Regions from separate parts of the Eptesicus fuscus genome. Here region 1 is linked to region 2. The links are chromatin contacts, called in public Hi-C maps. All regions are on one chromosome and are shown on one strand. Each heading gives the region's core, a stretch centred on a gene start, on an enhancer-like site or on the middle of the called end of the contact. The rest is flanking DNA. Distances are from core to core; before and after follow the strand shown. Region 1 holds the start of ENKD1 (enkurin domain containing 1). Region 2 holds the start of CENPT (centromere protein T).

Region 1 (6,754 bases), core at 1,208-3,707, 130 kb before region 2:
TGTCCCACCTTCTATCCCACACATACTCTCACCTTGGCATTCGGATCTGGTGGGGCTAGCTGGGGACTGGGGACACGGGGTGGTGGGAGCCCAGGACCGCAGCGTGAGTGAGCCCGCAGGAAGTGCACGGTCTCTGTCCCAGAGGCAGGGCCAGGCTCCTGGAGGGCAGGGCATAGAAAAGGGATCAGTCAGGCTGTGGTCAAGGTCTCAAAACCGAGCCTCTATCCTCTGCCCTATGGGTCTCCTCCCTCTTAAAAACACTTCTCATCAGCATTTAAACATGTGTGTCTCTCACATCCTTAACAACAAACCACCCTCCTACCTCAGTCCTGGCTCCAGCTACCATCCTTTTCTCTCCTTCCTAGCCAAGCTTCCTGGATATGTCCCCACCAAGGTCATTGACAGCTGGCTTCCAAGCCCGCAAATGCAGGGTCATTTCCCTGGTCTCATCGTCCTCAGCCTGATCCTCAATAACTTCTAGGTCTCACTCCTGAGATCCAGGCCTGATTCTCCATCTGCTTCCTGGACACACTCCCACCCCCTGGGAGTTTCACAAATGCTCCAGCTTCAGCACATCCCCATATAACCTTATTGTCTTTTCTCTCAATCCTGATCTTCCCCTTGATAGAGAAATGGTGCCACCATCTACTCAAGACAGAATCCCACCACCGTACGCCTGTCCCTGACCTTCCCACTGCCCGTAGAAATAAAGGCTGAAAAGCGGGTTAGGTGGCTCTTTATATGGGTCCAGCTGATTACTTAGCCTACCCTCATGCTCTTATCCCCTCACAGTAAACAGTACACAGCATCCCCACTGCCCACACTCCCTCTAATCTTAGGACTTCTATCTGTGAGGTTTCATCTATAAAGAATGTTCTCTTCCATTCTCCCCTCGCCTAATTCCTACTTGCCGCTCAGGATCACCCAGCCATCACCACTTCTGAGAATCCCCTGCAACAGAACCAGCTACCTCTCAGTCTCCTGTTACCTTAGTCCTGTGATTTTCCTCCCTCCCCATAACTCAGATCAGGGCATAACAGACTCCTGGCAAATAAGATGGACAATACTTCTGGCTCCCTGAGGCAGTTACCTGCAGCTGGGCCTTGACTCTGGACTCAACTTTGTCATACTTGGGCGAGCGCCAAAGAGCCTTCAGGGGCCTGGGCTGGCCCTGCTCCCGGCTGCGCTCCTGCTCACGGAAGCGCCTCTGGATCTCCTTGATCCTCTTCAGATTCTCCTTCTCATGGTCTTTAGGGTCCTTCCCTGGGAAAAAGGTGTTACCAGGCTCTGCCCTACATATAGCCCATGAAATCCAACTCATATCAGTTCACACACAGGTCTGACCGCTCTAAGTTAGACGCTATACAGGTACTCCACCTCACCATCTTATTTCCTTTCTCACATGGTAATTTATCTTCTATCCCTGAGTATTTTCTACATTTTTATTGTGAAGTATGCCATTAATTATCTTATATATAATATTCATCTTACTTGTTTATTGTCTCCCACTTTGACTTAAAGGCCCATGCTGGTCTTCAACCTGTTTTCATAGCACCTACTGGGCCTGGCAAACAGTAGGCACTAAACAACAAACATTTCATTGATACGTGAATTCATGAAGCTGAACTAGCGTTTCCTGGAGACTCCCTCATTCGGTCCTCTTCTGTGAGAAGGAAAAGGTAGTGCATCGCTCCCTCCTTTTATAGTAGGGGAAATCGACACTCAGAGAGGCAAAGCCTGAACCCAGGTCAGGGCAGGAGAAGCATCAGTTTTTGAACTCAGGTTTAATCTCAGATTTGCCTCGCTGCCCATTCTGCCCAGAACTTACTCTTGGGAAAGGCCCGTGGGCCTAGGGAAATACCCCCAAGTTGCAGCAGCATGCCCCCCACGCCGCATCGGCCACGCTCCAGGATCTCTTTGGCTTCAGGACGGATGCGGGGGCCGCGGGGCGGGGTGGCGTCCAGGTCCGGGTCCGAGGTTAGCAGGTCCAACTTCAGCGCGTTTCCCTCAAGGCGCCCTTGGGCTGAGGGGTCCGACAGGGCGGAGTGCGGGGTTCAGTGGTGGAGCTGGACCCGAGCCTAACTCGGGCCTTCCTGGGCCGCGACACCCCCCAACTCACCGGAGGCGGGCCGCCGGTAGTAGTCAGGACAGAGCGTAGGGTCTGGGGGGATGGGCCCCGAAATGCGGGACGGGCCCTCGCACATGCCGCCGTCGTAGCCCTGTAACGGTGCACGGAGGCCTGCCAGGCTGCGTCTCTGGGGTCCCCAGCTCCTTCCTCAGCCCCGTGCCCCTTCCCTGGACGGGACCCGTCCGGCCTGCACTAGCTGCCTGCGCTCCTAGCCCACTTCCCTCATTCGTTCGCGTCCCCCTCCCCCTCAACCCCTCAACACCCAGGCAGGGGGCTCACCAGAGCGGTTTTTTGCAGCCCGCAGCTGAAACCCGACGGGTTTTGCTGTTGCTAAGCAACAATAGTTTCCGCTTCTGAGGTCAGGGGCCAATGCCCCTGGCGCAACGTCTTCTGGGGTTTGTAGTTCCAGTTCAGGGTAGAGTTGGTCGATAGCCAGTCCCTTTTCCCATCCCGGCCCTCGCCTCCGAGCTAGTCTTCCGGGTACAGCAGTGAAAAGGGCCCGTCTTCGCCTTCACTCCCAACTCCCAGCAGAGGTGCTGACTCCGCGCAGCTATGGCCTCAGCTGGGACCGAGAGGCGACCAGGAGCCCAAGAGGGGACGGCGGAGGGGCCTGCACAGCTCTCGGAGGCACCCCGTGGCCACGTTCAGAGCTCTGAGGTGAACATCAGGGCTGTCTAGCCTTTACTGTTGGCCTCGGCGCTCTCTAGGAGGCCAAACTCTGTACGTTGACCCCCTAACTGGCAGGACAGGCTTCACAGGCAGACAGGAGCATGGGCTGGTGCCCTTCATCCGATTTGGTGTCTAATGACTGATCCCTGTATCCCTTGTCTGGCTATGGTGACCAGTTACCTATGTGTCACCTCTAGTGTCCACTAATGGGAAATCAGGGCCTGGTGTCAGCTCATGAGGCCTGTGGGACCCAGGGTGAAGACAAGCGTCCAACAGGACCAGTCTCAGAGCCGGAGCTCCAGGAGGAACGACTCAAGCTGGAGGAAGAGCGGCTCAAACCAGAGGTGGAGGCACTAGAGGAGCGAGGCCCCAGGCCTATGGCCTCTGTTGTGAGGTCCAGTCATGGTCCCAAGAGGAAGCCAGTCAAGTGAGGGGGCTTTCAGAGGGAAGGGACAATAGGGTTGGCGGGGTGGGGTGGGGTGGGGTGTATCACACCCCAGTAGGATTCCAAATTCCTGCACTCCTGCAGGGTGCATCCTTATCCCCTGCCACCACCATCGCTCCTCACCCCTCAAGGCCTTGTACAGGACTGAACTCACATGAGCTCTCAGCCCTTATCCAGTTTGGGGCCTCGTTGACCAGGAAAGGGACAAGAATCTGGGCCTGAGGTGGTGGGCATGCAGGGCTATTCCCTCCTCAAGCCTCCTGTCCCCCAGCCTCCCAGGGCCTAGTCACCAAGCCCATCCTAGGGCTGAAGCTGAGCTGCCCCAGGGGCTGCCGCTGCAGAGGGAGGACCTGGAGGGTAGCCAGAGCGAGCCTTCACCGTCTGCCAAACAGCACAAAAAAGCCAAGAAACGCAAGAGTCTGGGGGCCCCAGTGCTCCCAGCTGTGGCCAGCACAGTGTCTGCACCCTCAGAGACCTTGGGGCTAGAGCGTGAGTGGCAGTCCCTGGCCCTTCTCTTCCCACCCCCCCCTCCCGCCTGCTGGCCTCCTGACATGGCACAGCTTGGTGCTCCAGCCCCTGCTCTGCCCCGGGTCCTTGCAGGAAAGGCTCAACGCTTACGGCCCCTGTACCAGTACATCAACTATTGCAACCCTGAGCTGAACGAGGCAGCGGAAGTGGATAGGGAGGCTGAGGCCGAGGTGGAACCTGAGTCGGACCCAACCCTGGTCCCCAAGGAGGCATGTGTGGAACAACTGCCAGCCTTGCTGCCAGTGGCAGGTGAGCTGGACTCAGGCCTCACTTTGCCCTGCCCCAATATGTTCGTGTCTCCCACCCATGCTCTGGTTCCCCTTGGAGAGGAGGCTGGAGAGGAGCCTGGGGGTTTGCCCAGCTTGGGGGTCAGTGGCCTCCTCAAGACTGAGATGGATAAGTCAACTCAGGTGGACATCAGCAAGATGCTAAGTGTCTGTGCTGCCCCACTTGTACCCCCACTCTCTCCTCAGTACAAGTGACTGTCCCATCCCAGGGGTTGCTCCTCTGTTCCCAAGCCAGGACCAGAGCACAGCCTGTGGGCTTCAGCCCTCAGGTGAAAGGGGGAATTCTGCCCTGCCCCAACTTGGGACCTTGGACTTGCTGAAAATAAATGTTTTTCCTTTTTCTCAGACTTTTGACTCCCCAAATAAGATGCCTGAAGAGGGAGAGCCTAGGAAGGGTGGAGGATTCCCCAGTGCAGGGTTTGAAGCCTCAAAAGTATAGATTTGTGGACACTACCTCAGGTCTAACTGAATCAATCTGCAGGGGTGGGACCTGGTTCTGTGCACTTAAAGGCCCCTCAAATAAACCTGAAGATCAGACAGGATATAGTGAGGATGGGGAGGGAGGTGATGAGGAACAGGGGGCAGAGAAAGGAAAGGGACTGTCAGGTCACGGAAGCAGGTGCTTGGCCTTGCTCCCTGTCTCCCAGGAAGGGGCTTGCATGTAGTCTGACCTTGAGGGGACCAACACTTGGGATACTCCCTCTGAAGTGGCAGTTTATTTGCCTGCCCCAAGACCGGCAGCTTTGGAAGGTTTTGTTGTTAAACCACAGCTGGACCAGACTTTGCCCCGTAATGGCCCCTAGTGACAGAGGATCAGTGCCTTTTTACCGGCAGGCAGGGATGGTGGTGGAGGTGAATGGTCTCCCTGGAGTCTGAGAGCCAAGCCACCAGATGACCACTGCTTCTCACCCGTAGAACTCTGGGAAGAGGTGGCCAGTGCTGGCCATTTTGAAAACCCTCATATCTAACTGCTTCCTGGTCCTCTGCATGTCCCCCTGACACCATAAACACAGGGAATTTCAAATGAATCATTTCTCCTCCCTCCAACCTGCTTTTCCTCCTGTAGCTCATCTGCACAGTGTTCAAGCCCAAATCATTCAGCCCTTCACTTGGCTAGTTCACATGGACCTTTGAGAAACTCGGGGCACCTTGTTCCTGGCAAGCCAGCGTTGCCCTGCATTGTAGCACCCACATACTACTGCCCTTGTGTTTATTAACTGTCTTAAGAACTAGACTGTGAACTCCGCAAAGGCCTTTGTCATCGCATCACAACTACCTAGCAGGGGACCCCCATAAAAGGTACCAAGAAGCCCGGCCGGCATGGCTCAATGATTGAGCCTCAACCTATGAACCAGGAAGTTGCTGTTTGATTCCCGGTCAGGGCACATGCCCAGATTGTGGGCTCGATCCCCAATGTGGGGCATGCAGGAGGCAGCCAATCAATGATTCTCATCATCGATGTTTCTAACTCTCCCTCTCTGAAATAAAAAAAAGTATGTGTGTGTGTGTGTGTGTATATATATATATATATATATATATATATATATATATATGTATATATACATGTACATATATATGTATATATATATATATATATATATATATATATATATGCAAGGGTAGGCCTTGCTTCCCTGGGACCTGGGCTTCCCTTGCAGCCCTGGCTTCATCAGGAAGGTTGACTGGCCTAATTAGCATATTATGCTTTTATTATTATAGATTATTATAGATACACATATACATACATATGTATGTTTAAAAGGTACCTATACTTTTCCCGGGATAATGATTTGACTACCCCAGGAAATACTGTCCACAGGGACCATGCAGAATGAATACTTTCCATAGGGATGAACATAGGTTCTCTGGGATTTTTCAGAGGTAGAGAGCCCTGCAAGGTAACTGAGCTTGACCTCCTCACTTTATGGTTGAAGCCTGGAGAGAAATGGCCTTTTATGAGACCACATCCTGGGCCTCAGGGAACCTCTATCCTTTCCTGAGCCCTGCAGATCTGAGTACCCTGGGGCTCTCTGCTAAGGCCTGACAAGAAGGCCAAGCATCTGCTTTCCCTGTGTGGTCTCCAGGGCTGGAGGTATGGACCAACACTGATAAGGAAGCTCTGTTCCTTTCAACAGGTGAGGTAGGAAATCCTCAGTAACCATAGAAGAAAATATCCTGTCTACATTTCATGAGGCCAGTTACCTGATGGGCTAGTCTAGGCAGGGTGGGTGACAGTAGGCACAGAAAGGAAAAAGTCACCACCACTACTAGAAGCTCACTCTGAGGGAGAAATGCAGGAGCAGCACGATGCAAGCAGACACATGCTATGGAAGAGCTGAGGACAAAGACTGGGACCACAGGCAGTGGGGGTGCTGTCACTATGCCTAGGAAATGGTGAAGAGGCAGCCCTCCAGCCGATTCCTGGAGAGGTGGGTGGCCTTCCAGGCAGAGGACATGCCAGGGATGAAGCCTTGCTGGTATGGAAGATGCCAGCTGCATGAAGGAGGGCCACTTAGCACGGCCAAAGCAGAGCATGGCCATCAGGAGGCCAGGTTGGGTGAGTCTGAGAGTGATGAGGGGTGTAGGCAAGGAAGGATCTTGGCCTGACATTTTGGAGAGGTTCTTAGGGCAGCTGTGTGAAGGACAGAACGAGACAGGGAGAGACTGGGGACACTGCGGTGAGGAGACTGCTGTCAT
Region 2 (6,760 bases), core at 1,777-4,276:
GTCTTCTGGAGTCAGGTTCCCAGGTCAGCTTGAATGGCCAGCTGATCCTGAAACTTGGCCCCTTTCAACCTCCCAACAAGCTCTAACATGGGGTCCTGGAACACCCTGAGGGACTAAGACTAGGTCCCACCAAGACAAGAGAACCTTATGGAAAGAAAGCAGAAACTTCTTATACTAGTAGACCTATTGGCTAGGCCAGTGGTCGGCAAACTGAAGCTCGCGAGCCACATGCGGCTCTTTGGCCCCTCGAGTGTGGCTCTTCCACAAAATACCACGTGTGGGTGTGCACGTACAGTGCAATTGAAACTTCGTGGCCCATGTGCAGAAGACGGTTTTCGGCTCTCAAAAGAAATTTCAATCGTTGTACTGTTGATATTTGGCTCTGTTGACTAATGAGTTTGCCCACCACTGGGCTAGGCTTGTTCACTGCCCTTGATCCAATAAAGAGGGGAGCAACCCTGGACTCAGCAGCACCTTCTATCTGTCATGAGGGAAAGCTTTCCCCACAGGCTGGCAAGAGGGAAATCTCAACCTTACCTGGCAGAGCCATGGCCACAGAAGTATCTTGCAGATCCTGCAAAAATATACCCACATCTACAGCTCGGCGTGTAGGAGGTCTGCGGGCCAAACCAGGCCTCTGCACTGATTGTGGCAGGAGAGGCGTGGCAAAGGTCAGGTTGAGGGAGCTTGTGGGAGAGAAGTCACAAAGGAAAGTCAGCTACTTGAGGCCTAGTTTCCCACCTCTCATTTCTCTATCTGCCCTGGTGCTCTCGTCTTCTAGAGCACAGCTATCATGCTGTTAATGGGCAGAATCTAGTCAGCACCTTTCCCCCCAAGCCTCTCTTCAACCAACCCCCAGGAGGGGCAACTGCACCTGGTGAGGGAGGAGGCACCAGTATTCCCAGGAGGCTCCGTAACAGGCTCTAAAAAGAAGAAACTGTAAGTCACCCAGGCTCAGGCTAGCCCTCCCTCAGGCCTCCTAAGCCTCCACAGAAAATAGGAGAGAGAGGGTGGCCATAGGGGTTGTCCAGGGCCTCACCTTGGGAGAGAGGCAGCCCCTGGTCCATTCCTTGCTGAAACTCTGACAATCTCAGCCTCTTCTTCCTCTTGCCAGAAGTCAGCAGACTTGGAGCCAAGGTTGTGGGGGTGTTGAGCTCAGGAAGTTGCAGTTCCAGACTATAAGGATGGAACTAATCTCAGACAGGCCAGGAGTCCCACATATGGCTTTTAGGACCCCCAAGAAGGCTTCCTCATCAGAGCTGTCTAACAGCCCAGCCCCAAATAGGGAATCCACTGTGCACCTGCCAGAACTGCTTTCCCGGCTGGAGGACTGGACCACCTGCGGTGCTGGCACTGGCTTCACCACTGACTCTGGCATGACCATGGACGATTCCGGGGCTGTAGAAATAACAAGAAGAGGGTGGGACTGGGAGGGCAATCTGTCCTGAATAAGGGGATACCACGGGCCGGTGCCTAACTCTGACCAGCAGACCAGTGCTCACTTACCGGTTAACAGGATATTCTCAAGCAGAGTCCGGGGTGTCTGTTCCTTCAGCTGTCCCCTGGTTTGAATGTGGGGGGCCAATCTGCCAATAGACTTTAGGCAAAAGCACTTTGCCTTGAGATTCCCTCAAGGTGGGCTCAAGAGCAGAGCTAGACCTCAGGGGCCCCTGAAGGCAGCACAGCCCTATAGTGGGCAGTGGTTTGGGCACTTACCCTGGCTCTGTGGGACTGCCGCCTGGCAGTTGTCTTTGTTTGGCTCCTCAACCTCATAGAGAAAGGTGTTTCAAGCAGGGTTCTCTGGACACTGTATAAAGACCAGCGGCTCTGAGAATTACGTAGTAAAGGGGAACTAGGGGATGCAGAGACATGTCTTCATCAGGGATCTTAGCCTGAAGACTTTTTCTCTCAGGGCCAGGGATCCAGAAATCTCTTGTCCTTCCCATAGCCTGTTCCAAGCTCTATGTCCCCAGGGTTGTGGATGAAAGGGAGCCCAAGGGGTATGGGAAAGGAGAAAATATGCCCCAGTCAGAGACAGGGGCTGAGGAAGGCTTCACAGAGGTGACGCTGGCAGAAGGAAGGGTTAGCCACACAGACCAGAGGAATCATTGGAAGAGCACCCATTCCAGCCATTAAAGTAACAACCTAAGAAATATATGTATGTTTAAACTTGTCGGGGACTGACAGCAACCTCCCCATGGATCACTCTGGCCCTGGTCCCTCCAGTCCAAACCCTCTGATTCGAGAACCACACAAATATTCCCAGGGCACAGGTCGCACCTCAACGACATAGGTCTAAAAAACCTGTCACGAATGGCTTTCCATTGCCCATAAAGGACCTGCACCGCCCCAGTCTGGCCGAGACGACTACCACACGTGAGCTCGTCACAGCTGTCACCCGCGGACACCCACCAAGTCAGCCAAATCCCTGTTCCCTAGCAAAGCACCCTTCCCAGTTCCTGCCTCCCTCCCGCCCAGGCTGTGCTCTCCAGCTCCTGATGGGAAAGGAGGGAGCAGCCGGGAAGTAGTTTAGGGCAGATGCCTCCACACACTCCGGGCAGGTTTGGGAGAGAGTGGCGTAGAGGACAGGGCAGAAACCCGGATTCTGAGCGCCCATCCTTCACTCCCAGAGGCGGACCACCCCAAACGCGGGCACAGCTGAACTCTCGGCGGCCTGGAGTCCCGAGGGGTGGGGTACCCCTAGCTGACCCAAGCCCAGATAAGGGAGTGGAACCGGTTCTCAGAGCCTTGGGCTCTGCAACTCTCTGAGGCTCAGTTTCCTTCTCCAAACTGTGTCAGCGCCGGGTGACGCCGACACCCCACCCGCCAGGTCCTTCGGTTGCTCATGTGCCGGGCAACGCCTTACTTACCCAGCCCGAGTGCTCTGGCGTCGCCGCGGAGTGCGCGGGGCCTCGGTATCCAGCACGTGTCGCAGCAGCGTACGCGTCGTAGGCTCATTGTCGGAGATGTCGCTGTCCGCCATCCTCTCAGCTGTCCGCCTGCCTCCCAACCGCTGCAGTAGCCGAGGCAGCCACCTTCCCGCCGCCGCATTCGAGCCTACTCTCGCGAGACTGCCGCACAGCTCCACGGGAATTGCAGTTCTAGCTTTACCATCCAGTGGCGAGGGGCGTGTGCAAAGGTGCCCACACGTTCTGAATTTGCAGGCAGTTTTACCTAGGAGTGATCCTGGACAAATGGGTGCAACCAGCCGAGGCCTGGTTTCCTCATCTGTAAGTTGAGGATGATACCCACCTTACAACGGGCTTGAAATGATTCAGTGAGATAAAGTTTAACTCAGGATTTGACACATATTAAGTCAGGCCATCAATAAATGGTGGTCACTTATTATTAGAATATCTCTCATTCCCTTCTCCCTCTCAGAAGGTGAGGAGAGACACTTGGGGGAGGAAAAAAATAATCTCATTCTATATGAGGTTTGGTCAGATTTGCATTGGTAAAGACCACTCTGTCTATAGGCTCACTATCAAAAGAGGCCAATTTGTAGGCTCCCAGGCTAGTGGGCTGTTTGTGACCCATCAGAGATGCTTTGATCTTCAAACATGTGCAATTTTGAGATGAACTTCAGCTCTCAAAAGTTCTGTCAATGCTGAAGATTCTATTATCATATTTTTCAATGATTGACACCCCCCTCCCCTTCCTTAAACTTTCAAGGAAACTGACGTAAAACTTGAGTTCTGTGTCTCCCATGCTGTTCTTTTGCACCTAGATCAAGTGTATCGAATCAGTTACTCGGACAGGCGTGGGCATCTTTGTGCTTGTGTTAAAAAATAAAGCAAAGAGCCTTTCCCTGCCGATAGCGCTCTCGCAAACATGGTGAACATTCCTAAAACCCGCTGAACTTTCTGTAAGAAGTGTGGCAAGCATCAACCCCACAAAATAACAGTACAAGAAGGGCAAGGATTCTCTGTGTGCTCAGGGAAAGTGGCGTTATGACAGGAAGCAAAGTGGCTATTGGTGGACAGACTAAGCCAATTTTCCGAAAGAAAAAAAAAAAAAGGCTAAAACTACAAAGAAGGCCGAAACCGGTTTGGCTCAGTGGATAGAGCTTTGGCCTGCGGACTGAAAGGTCCCAGGTTCGATTCCGGACAAGGGCATGTACCTTGGTTGCAGGCACATCCCCAGTAGGGGGTGTGCAAGAGGCAGCTGATTGATGTTTCTCTCTCGTCGATGTTTCTAGCTCTCTATCCCTCTCTCTTCCTCTCCGTAAAGGGTCAATAAAATATATATTAAAAAAAAAAAACTACAAAGAAGATTGTGCTGAGGCTTGAATGTGTTGAACCTAAGTACAAATCGAAAAGAATGCTGGCTATTAAGAGATGCAAGCATTTTGAACTGGGAGGAGATAAGAAGAGAAAGGGGTCAAGTGCTCCAGTTCTAAGCTTCGTATTTTGTTTTATTATATGACAATAAAATCTTGATATGTTCACTTCAAAAAATAAAATAAGCCCTAACCGGTTTGGCTCAGGGGATAGAGCGTTGGCCTGCGGACTGAAAGGTCCCAGGTTCGATTCCGGTCAAGGGCATGTACCTTGGTTGCGAGCACATCCCCAGTGGGCGGTGTGCAGGAGGCAGCTGATCAATGTTTCTCTCTCATCGATGTTTCTGACTCTCTAGCCCTCTCCCTTCCTCTCTGTAAAAAAGCAATAAAATAGCCGAGACCGGTTTGGCTCAGTGGATAGAGCGTCGGCCTGCGGACTCAAAGGTCCCAGGTTCGATTCCGGTCAAGGGCATGTACCTTGGTTGTGGGCACATCCCCAGTGGGGGGTGTGCAGGAGGCAGCTGATCGATGTTTCTCTCTCATCGATGTTTCTAGCTCTCTGTCTCTCTCTCTTCCTCTCTGTAAAAAATCAAGAAAATATATTTTTAAAAAAAAAGCAATAAAATATATTTAAAAAATAAAAATAAAATAAAATAAAGCAAAGAACCCTAGCCAGTTTGGCTCAGTGGATAGAGCATCGGCCTGCAGACTGAAGGGTCCCCAGGTTCATTCCGGGCCAAGGGCACATGCCCAGGTTGCAGGCTCGATCCCCCAGTAAGGGGCATGCAGGAAGCAGCCAATCAATGGTTCTCTCTCATCATTGATGTTTCTATCTCTCTATCCCTCTCCCTTCCTCTCTGAAATCAATAAAAATATATTAAAAATAAATAAATAAAGCAAAGCAAAGAGCCCTGGCTGGTTTGACTCAGTGGATAGAGCATAGGCCTGCGGACTGAAGGTCCCGGGTTCTATTCTGATCAAGGGCACATGCCCAGGTTGTGGGCTTGATCCCCAGTAGTGGGCGTGCAGTAGGCATCCAATCGGTGATTCTCTCTCATCATTGAAGTTTCTATCTCTCCCTCTCCCTTCCTCTCTGAAGTCAGTAAAAATATTAATAATAAAGCAAAGAAAAAAGTAGAATCTTGCTTCTCAGAATAAGAGAACTGCAGAAGAAAAGCATATCAATATTTCTTGTCAGTTAGATCTGACCTCTGGGTTATCTCACCGAATTTGCTAGCCCTTTTCAGGCACATGTCCATGGTCACCATGAATCACCTAAGGGCAAGACTTTACTATAATGCCTTGAATTGGCCTGGCTGGCGTGGGTCAGTGATTGAGCATGTGAGAATAAACAAGTCATCTTTTCTGTCAAAGAACAGTTTAGACAGTCTCCATTTTGGACCGCGTGACTTGGCAGCCACCATGTTGGCCACGTGGCTTGCAGCTCCCCTGGGGGCCACCAACTTGAAACAGTAAAGGCCAACCCCTCCCTTTGAATTAGCCAATTGCGAAAGACTGTGGGCCTGAGCTCCAATCAAGAGCAAAGGACAGGTCACGTGCGTCAGGGATTATAAAGCCAAGCAGACAATCTGTTCCATGTGCACGCGCTTCCAGACCATGTGTGTGCACCCTTCTACGTAGAAGTAAATATGTTTGCCTTGCTCCCTGGCTCCCGAGTGTTTTGTATTCTACCAGAACCCCTTACTTGGGGGACTCGCCTTATTTCTAACAAGCATGACCTATGAACCAGAAAGTCACAGTTCTATTCCCCATTCCTGGTCAGGGCACATGCCCAGGTTTCAGGCTTGATCCCCAGTAGAGGGCGTGCAGGAGGCAGCCGTTCAATGATTCATCGTTGATGTTTCTATCTCTCTTCCTCTCTGAAATCAATAAAAATTGATTTTTTTAAAAAACCTTGAACTGGATAATATGGAAAAACACAAAACTCTTTTCTTTTTTTTCTTTTTATTATTATTATTTTTAAAATATATTTTTATTGATTTCAGAGAGGAAGGGAGAGTGAGATAGAAATATCCATGTTGAGAGAGAATCATGGATCGGCTGCCTCCTGCAAGTCCCCCACTGGGGATGGAGCCCACAACCTGGGCATGTGCCCTTGACCGGAATCGAACCTGGGACCTTTCAGTTCACAGGCCGATGCTCTATCCGCTGAGCCAAACCGGCTAGGGCTCTTTTTTAAAAAATATATTTTTATTTGAGAGAAAGAGAGAAGGAGAGAGAGACAGAAACATCAGTGAAGAGAGAGAATCATTGATCGGCTGCCTCCTGCACGCCCCACATTGGGGTTTGAGCCCACAACTCGGAGACCAGAAATCCAACCGTGACCTCCTGGTTCATAGGTCCACGCTCAACCCCAGAGCCATGCTGGCCAGACCACAAAACTCTTTTCAAGACAGTTTGAGACACGATTTACTTTTGTATGGTACTATTCTATGTTTTTACATGCTAACCTGACAAACT

The links. A called contact is a pair of places that touch in the nucleus more often than the background predicts.
Region 1: a Hi-C map of liver shows a contact between it and region 2, with 2.8 times the contacts expected there. The contact joins the promoter of ENKD1 here to the promoter of CENPT in region 2. A contact is called at or near these places in 2 of 2 Hi-C or Micro-C datasets (liver and muscle).

The regions. Positions count from the first base shown.
Region 1 is chr21:13,088,209-13,094,962 of DD_ASM_mEF_20220401, reverse strand. It overlaps ENKD1 (enkurin domain containing 1), which reads right to left and starts at 2,457. Exons shown (of 8, transcript XM_008139915.3): 1 at 2,408-2,457; 2 at 2,120-2,219; 3 at 1,829-2,023; 4 at 1,091-1,263; 5 at 33-158. The coding sequence starts at 2,204. C21H16orf86 (chromosome 21 C16orf86 homolog) reads left to right here and starts at 2,455. Exons shown (of 4, transcript XM_054711162.1): 1 at 2,455-2,785; 2 at 3,052-3,224; 3 at 3,514-3,731; 4 at 3,843-4,402. The coding sequence starts at 2,681. The coding sequence ends at 4,252.
Region 2 is chr21:12,958,798-12,965,557 of DD_ASM_mEF_20220401, reverse strand. It overlaps CENPT (centromere protein T), which reads right to left and starts at 3,026. Exons shown (of 13, transcript XM_054710996.1): 1 at 2,871-3,026; 2 at 1,717-1,807; 3 at 1,507-1,597; 4 at 1,302-1,398; 5 at 1,040-1,176; 6 at 875-923; 7 at 538-686. The coding sequence starts at 2,983.